Regions from separate parts of the Pan troglodytes genome. Here region 1 is linked to region 2. A link is a contact called in public capture Hi-C data. All regions are on one chromosome and are shown on one strand. The core of a region is the stretch at or near the end of the contact, and the rest is flanking DNA. Distances in the headings are between cores, read along the strand shown.

Region 1 (3,469 bases), core at 761-3,260, 420 kb after region 2:
TGGAGTGCAATGGCGCGATCTCAGCTCACTGCAACCTTCACCTTCTGGGTTCAAGCGATCCTCCTGCCTCAGCCTCCTGAGTAGCTGGGATTACAGGCATCCATCACCATGCCCGGCTAATTTTTGTATTTTTAGTAGGGACGGGGTTTCACCATGTTGGCCAGGCTGGTCTTGAACTCCTGACCTCAGGTGATCAACCCTCCTCAGCCTCCCAAAGTGTAGGATTACATGTGTGAGCACCGGGCCTGGCCTACTGAATTTTTTCCTGGCCTGTTCTGTGTCCAAACAATTTACTTTTCTTTGCTAGGATAATCTTGTGTTTATAACCTCCACAGTGGTTGTTGGAGAAGTGATTAGAATATTCTAATTCATCGTTTCCACTTCACCGCAGAAAGATGAGGCCTGCGTGGGAGACAATTTTTGTTTAAAAATAAAAATATCTTTGATAATTAGAGTGGCAAGGGAAATTATGAACAAACGCACCAAAAGCGGGGAGCAGATTTCTATTTACACGTGACACAGTTGACAGTTTTCCCTGGTGCCAAAGACTGTTAGAATGCAAATGGTTTCATTTGATTTTTTTCCCCTTTCAAGAGCTGGAACAATTTCTCAAGCTACAGCATGGTGCTCTCCCAGCTTCAAGGAATATTTTTATCTGGGCAACACCCAGCAAAGCGGTGCCACGACCCAGTTCAGTCATAGCTGCGCTCTGACTTACACAGCATGAAAATGCTGCAATGTTCATTTTCTGAGCTCTTTTTAACATGCTAAATATGAATGTCGTATTTGTTGGCAGGAAAGGAAAAGAAAATAAGCCACTCTTTTTGCCCTGCAAGATATCCACATAAAATATTAACAGAAAAGCAAAGGAAAAACTTGTGCAAAGTTCACCTTCTTTTATTAAGCAAGAGCCAAACTCTTGGAAGGACTGTTTTGGGTCTCATTTCTTTGCTCTTAAAGGGGCAGATGCCCCAGAATGGCAGGAATGCACGTTCCTTCTCCCACCTCTGTGGCTTGGAGCAAGTGATTTTGCCTCATGAACCTGTTTCCTCTTTCTCCAAAGATGATCACACCTGGCCCACTCTCCTCACAGGTCGTTCTGAGGCTCTGAGGAGAGGAGGTGCAGGACAACACTTTGAAGTATATGATGAAAACAGTATTCCTTCTTTTCTTCCAGAAAGAGAGAGACAGACACAGAATCTGAGGCATAATTAACACCACCAATCTTAGCAGCACTACCATGCCATGGATAATTTTCAGATACCCTGAAAAGGGCAAAACATTTGTCTTTTGTTTCACTCATAATTTTCTCCATACTGACTTGGTGGGGGTGTCCCAGTTCTCAGCCAATGATGTTCTAATTTCACCCATTATTTTCAGGAAGAAACAAATGCAATATACTTTGTCCTCTGCATGCCTGAGGTGGGGAGCAAATGCCGTGCCATGCAACCAGATGGCTGGCAAGTGTAGCTGTGCTCTCACTCCGAGAGGCATGCGGCCTGCTGAACTCTAAACACGACAAATTCCAAACCGCACCCTTGTTGGCTTTAAGCCCCTGGGAGCTGAGCCTGAGGCCCAGGAGGTCTGATCTGAGTCCTTAGCGCCAGGCTTTGTTCCAAACTCTGGTGTCACTTTGTCCTGGGGCCAGTTCCTGCCCAGCCTTAGCTGAAACCAGAGAGTGAACAGCTGAAAGCCAAAGTTGTTGAAAACTCCTTTTGCATAAGCCAAAGCCAGAAGACAAAGACAGGACCTCTGCTTTGAAGTGACTGGGGTAACTGCCTGGAAAATGTTCCCAATACATTTTGCGATGCGCAGGGATGGCTGTTGAACACGCCAAATGGCCAGTTCCATCTTTTTTCAAACCCAAAGAGAAACACTTTTTAAAAAATATATGTACACCATTTAACTCCTGAACAAAAATTTCTTTCTCCTCCCCCCAGGCCCAAATCAGTGGCTCCAGAGAGCACAGTTATCAAGAGATTATCTGGTCCCCAGAGTATCGGGAGGCACTCAGCTGTGCCACATGCCTCCGAGTGTCCTGAGGCGAGTGATTATCTCTCAATAACCTGTAAGGCCGTGTAGCTTAAATGATAACTTGACTTTAAAAAATTTAGAACTCGCTGTTAGGCAGTTTCTAAGCAACTGTTTCCATGGCAAAGAAGCCTGGTGTTTATACTGATTTTTCACTTAAAATGCAGTTTTATTGAATTTCACTCCATGCAGGCAGCCATTTGCCTGCACTTCAGCCCTATCTACAACTGACGGCTATCAGTAAGTACCTAATAAACTCCAGATGCCAAACCAGAAGTGGCTCCTTCCTTCGTGATCAGTATGGGGGTGCCCCTAGTGAGCAAGCTGGGGGCGAGGAGGTGGGAATGGGGAGGGAGGAAACGTGCTCCTGGAATCTGGTCAGCTGGGTTTAAGTTTTATCTCTTCATGGTTTATCAAACGTTTACTAAAGCCTGGTCCAGCCCAGGCCCTAATTGAGGTGCTTGAGGCACAAAGAGAGAGGGACAAAAAAGGCTCTGCCCTCAGGGCTCCCTGTCTGCTGGGGTAGCCTAAGGGATCACAGAGGCCCATGGCACACTGTGGCAAGGGCCATCCTAGAAGTGATGTGCGGGTGGCACCAGGCATGGCTTCCTGAGGAGAGGCACGGCAAGTTGCTTCTCTGTAAAGAGCGAGTGGACCAGACCAGTTCTAAGATCCCTGGTAGCTCCAACAGACCACGAGAGTTTTCAATCATGGGCACTGGATCATTACCCACCCCCACCCTCTCAATATGGCAAAACCAAAAAGAACCCCCTCTGCTCTGCTGCAGGAGCAAATATTACAGAATATGTTCTCACCATCTCTGTCTAGACAACATCTGCTCAAAGAGAGATCTAGAAAAGCGCCAGCCAATGAAGGCCCAGTGAAGCTAAATAAACTGTAACTGAAATGCAGGGCTTCCAGCTCTCCTGGGTGACAGGCTATTCTTCCTGTGTCAATTACTTGCTTGAGGGATCTGCTGTTCTCCATCTCTTTCTGGATTTATAAAATGCTCTCATGAGCCATCAGGGTAAATGCCAGTGGTAAAGAACATGTGGCTTTGTGATCTGTTTGTTTGCTTACTTATTTGGGGCTTCTAAAGAAGTTACTCAGAAATGTCTCCTTAGGAACACGATACAGGCTCTCTCTATGTGGGCACGGTTAAATGCAGTGGGAAAGTAAGCTCACTTGTGGGAAAGCAGGCATACTCACTAAGTTATTTTGGTGTTCCCGTTGTTCCCTCTCTGGCAGCATAGCCTCCACACTCTCCTCCTCTCTGGCCATCTCTTCTCCCATCACTCTGTGCATGCTGATGCTGCAAAGGAGGCTGTGTGTTTCCTTTTAAACAAATGGATGCTCAGGGTGTTGATGCGTCCTAGCCAGCAAGCAGTGGGGCTATGTTTCTATACTTGGTAATTTACTCTAATGGGTCTCGGTTCAT
Region 2 (3,653 bases), core at 1,136-3,635:
GCAAGTCCACCTGAATGAGTAAAAAGCCAGCCAGCCTGATTTCCAAACATAAGGGCTACACCCAGGAATTTGTTGTTCTGCCTCCTCCCCATCCACAGGCTACTGCTGGGGTTCCTGGCAGGTGTGGGGGCTGGGAGGGGAGGGGAGTTGGGGGAGGGGGCCTGGACACTTTTGTGAACCCTGTTGAGGTTGACAAAGGAGAGGGGTCACCACAGTCATGCCAGGGGTCTCTATCCCACACCTGGAATTTCCCTTAGGGCTTCCCGTGATGCTGAGATGGGGCAGCTGTGTCCCTGGCCCCACTCTTCTCCCTTGATGAAACTGCCTTTGCAGAAATTATAACAGTGAGAAAATTAGGACAGTGAAAGAGACCCATCTAACTAACCCCTATCTTGCCTTTCACCTCTAAACTGCCCTTAGGCATTCCTGGGCTTGGGCCAAGCTAACTTTGGGAGACATTTAGTTTATAGTTTAAACGATAATAGCCCATCTCCCAAACTAAACCGCCTTTGTAAAGATAATGAAAGAGCACTAGGTTAGGAAGATGAGAAGTGCCTACATTCTGCTAAGGTGGAGCTGTAACCGATTATCAGTCATTATTCCAGAGGCCACGAGATTCTCAACTTCCCCGGTTACTCCTGCAAATAACATCACTCTTGGAGAGTCCAAGATTGACTTTTTGAGACAAGTTTTCAGGTTTTTTGGCATTTCTTACTACCAATGGCTGGGGCATGGGGGTGCGGGTGGCACCCCAGTCCTGTGGCCCCACCCAGAAGCGGACTCAGCACCCCAGGACAATTTTCCGCACCCCTGGGATTGCATCCCCAGCCAGTCAGCAGCACCCATTTCCTGGCCCGCCAAACTATCCTTGAAAAACTCCAGCCTTAGAATCTTCAGGGAGGCCGATTTGAGTACAAATAAAACTCCCGTGTCCAGCCAGCTCTGAGAAATCTGGCTGTCTCCGGGCAGCGGGCAAGGTGAACCCACGGGGTGGTTACATGGGGACCCAGGCTGTCTCTTGTATGGGGGGCTTATGCAGGCCCAGCCCCTCCCCTTCTCCTTCCCACCCTCTGAGCGGCCTCCAGGACTCACTCGCGTGAGGACACCCGGCCCGCGTGTCCGAGTTCTGTCCACGCCTTCTGCCAACAGCTGCCCTTTGCTCTTCGGGGCTCCTGGGACCGCGGGAAGGGGCCGGGGTTGCCTGGGGAAAGGGTGGGTGGACCTGTGTGCATGGTTTAGGGGTCTGGAGTCTTTGAGGTCGGTGGGTGTTTGTGTCTCTGTGTGTCTGTGAATCTGTCTCGTCTGTGGTTCCAGGCCTGGTGGTGCTGCAGACCCCAAGAGGCCGCCCTCCGCCTTCAGACAGCGCCCGCCGCCTCCCGGCGCCTGGGAGGAGACGGTGGGAAAATCGCGGCGGCGGCGAGAGCCCGGCCTGCTCTTTCCGTTCCTCTCCCGCAGGGGGCGCCGGCGCTCCGCGGAGAGCGGCTGCGGCCCCAGAGACCACGCTCCGGCCGCCTGACGCCCAGAGCCCCCAGGAAGGGGAAACTGAGGCCCAGAGAGGAGAAGGGAGGCTACTCAGACCTCCTAAATTCCAGTCTCAAATTCCACAGCACCAAGCTTGTCCCTAGACTTAGGAAATGCAGTGGGAGCGCTGTTCTCTACCTGGGCTGCACAGGCTGGCTCAGAGGTGGGGGATTGGACTCAATGACCTCTCAGTCCCCTCAGAGACCCTCGCCAGCTGTGGGGAGGTCCGCCAGCTCAGGGATGAGGTCTGGAGGGTAGGGCTGGGGGGACTTGGCCCTCTGGAAGTTGCTCACTGTGAGGGCTAGGTTGAGGACCCATTTATTCATCTGTAAAATGGGTGTGTAGGGAACAGGCATGTTCAGTTTTCTCCCTTGCTTTCGGCTTCATCCTAGCGCAGGTCAGAAGCTTAAGGGGAGCCTGGGCCAGCGTCCTGGGCATCCCATCCTTGCATTCTCCAGACATGACCACCTCCAGACCCTGCTCATTCCTAGACCTGCCTACTGGACCATGGGATGGTGATCGCGCCTACAGCATCCTTACCTAAGCAGCCCGACTCAAAACGATGAATTGGACCAATCAGTTATTGCCTTCCTGTTCTTCTAGAACTGTATACGGACACCCATTGTCCGTGGCCTTGTGCTGGGTGCCCGGGAGAGAGCAGTAAACAGAAAAGTGAGGCTCTGCCCCTAGAGACCCCACCGTCCAGAGAGAGGAGGCAGCGTGCCAAGCAAGTAAACAACAAACCAACAAACAATTACAAAGTCCTGTGAAGGAAACCAAGAAAGGGCAGACAGAAAGGACGACTGAGGAGGGGGAGGCTGCTCTTAGCTGCAGCTGTCAGGGGAGTTCCCTCTAATGAGGCAGCATTTAAACCAGGAGCTGAAAGATGAGTTGGAGTCAGCCGTGCAGAGGCGAGGCCAGTGGAAAGGGTGAGCTAGGGCAAGGAAAACAATCAGACTCATCCTTTTATAAGATCCTCAGGCTGCTGGGTGGAGAGTGGGCCTGGACAGGGCGTGAAGGGCAGTCAGAAGGCCAGAGAGGACGCCGTTGCCATGAATCAGGGGACAGCTGCTGGTGGCTCAGACCAAGGTGGTGGCTGTGGAGGTGGTGGATTCTGGATGTATTTTAAAATAGGATTGGCGGGGCGTGGTGGCTCATGCCTGTAATCCCAGCACTTTGGGAGGCGGAGGTGGGTGGATCAACTGAGGTCAGGAATTCGAGACCAGCCTGGCCAACATGGCGAAACCCTGTCTCTACTAAAAATACAAAAATCAGCCAGGCATCGTGGCACGGATCTGTATTCTCAGCTACTTGAGAGGCTGAGGCAGGAGAATCGCTTAAACCCAGGAGGCAGAGGTTGCAGTGAGCCAGGATCATGCCACTGTACTCCAGCCTGGGCAACAGAGTGAAACTGTGTCTCAAAAAAATACAAATAAATAAATAAATAGGGTTTATTTAATTTATTTATCAAATCAAATCAAATTGCCTTGAAGCCTTGGGTAGTTGGAAGTGCCTTTTTCCAAGGTGGGGACAGGTGTGTGAAACGCGGGATGGGCTGTAAGGGATCCCAGGACGGAATCCAGCCCTCCCTACGTATTCCCTGTCTTTGCAGGTAGGTTGTGGTTCTGAACTCAAGGATTAAGGCTTCCAAACTTGGTCCAGCTTCAGTATTGCCTGGGAGCTTTGGTCAATATGATTCTCAGGTCCCAGATCTTTTGACACAGAAGCTCTCAGGTGGCCCCTATGTGGGAATCCCTGCCCCAGAGCCCAGTAGTTGTTTTCCCACTAGGACTGTGGTGACTCCTGTCTTCCTCTTCTAGGTGGCCAGACCCAGGTGAGGGAAGAGGCAGTGGTGGGAGAGTTTGGAGGGAGCGCCAAGAGACACACATGAGCAGAGGCTGCTGGAGAGTCAGAGATGTCGAGAAATGCCAGGGAAAAACAAGCTACCTTTTAATTTTGACCTCATTTCTAAATGATCACAGCTACCAAGGAAGATATTAATTTGCCTCCTGGGAAGTGGCTGGGGGAAGCACCAAGAGAAACTGGCAAGCAAAACAGGACCCAGAGGCTGAAGTCCTTGCACCGAGCACTTGCAGAGATGGAGGTGGGGAGGGCTGGGACTCTGAGGGCCC

Evidence for each region. Capture Hi-C pulls out chosen DNA fragments and counts their contacts.
Region 1: a capture Hi-C map of stem cell-derived neural stem cells shows a contact between it and region 2, with 4 times the contacts expected there. The contact joins two enhancer-like sites. A contact is called at or near these places in 4 of 7 Hi-C or Micro-C datasets (blood, induced pluripotent stem cells, a lymphoblastoid cell line and 1 more) and 1 of 1 other capture datasets (stem cell-derived neural stem cells).

The regions. Positions count from the first base shown.
Region 1 is chr21:44,223,576-44,227,044 of NHGRI_mPanTro3-v2.0_pri, forward strand. All of the region lies in intron 7 of TTI1 (TELO2 interacting protein 1), which reads right to left. Among named protein-coding and RNA genes, the nearest start is that of TTI1, 45 kb to the right of the region's middle. Within about 2 kb of position 2,011, at least 12 of the 24 cell types and tissues checked have an H3K27ac peak or open chromatin away from gene starts, as enhancers often do. A contact at or near this core is called in stem cell-derived neural stem cells, where this site is marked.
Region 2 is chr21:43,801,491-43,805,143 of NHGRI_mPanTro3-v2.0_pri, forward strand. No RefSeq gene overlaps it. Among named protein-coding and RNA genes, the nearest start is that of BLCAP, 37 kb to the left of the region's middle. Within about 2 kb of position 2,386, at least 5 of the 24 cell types and tissues checked have an H3K27ac peak or open chromatin away from gene starts, as enhancers often do. A contact at or near this core is called in stem cell-derived neural stem cells, where this site is marked.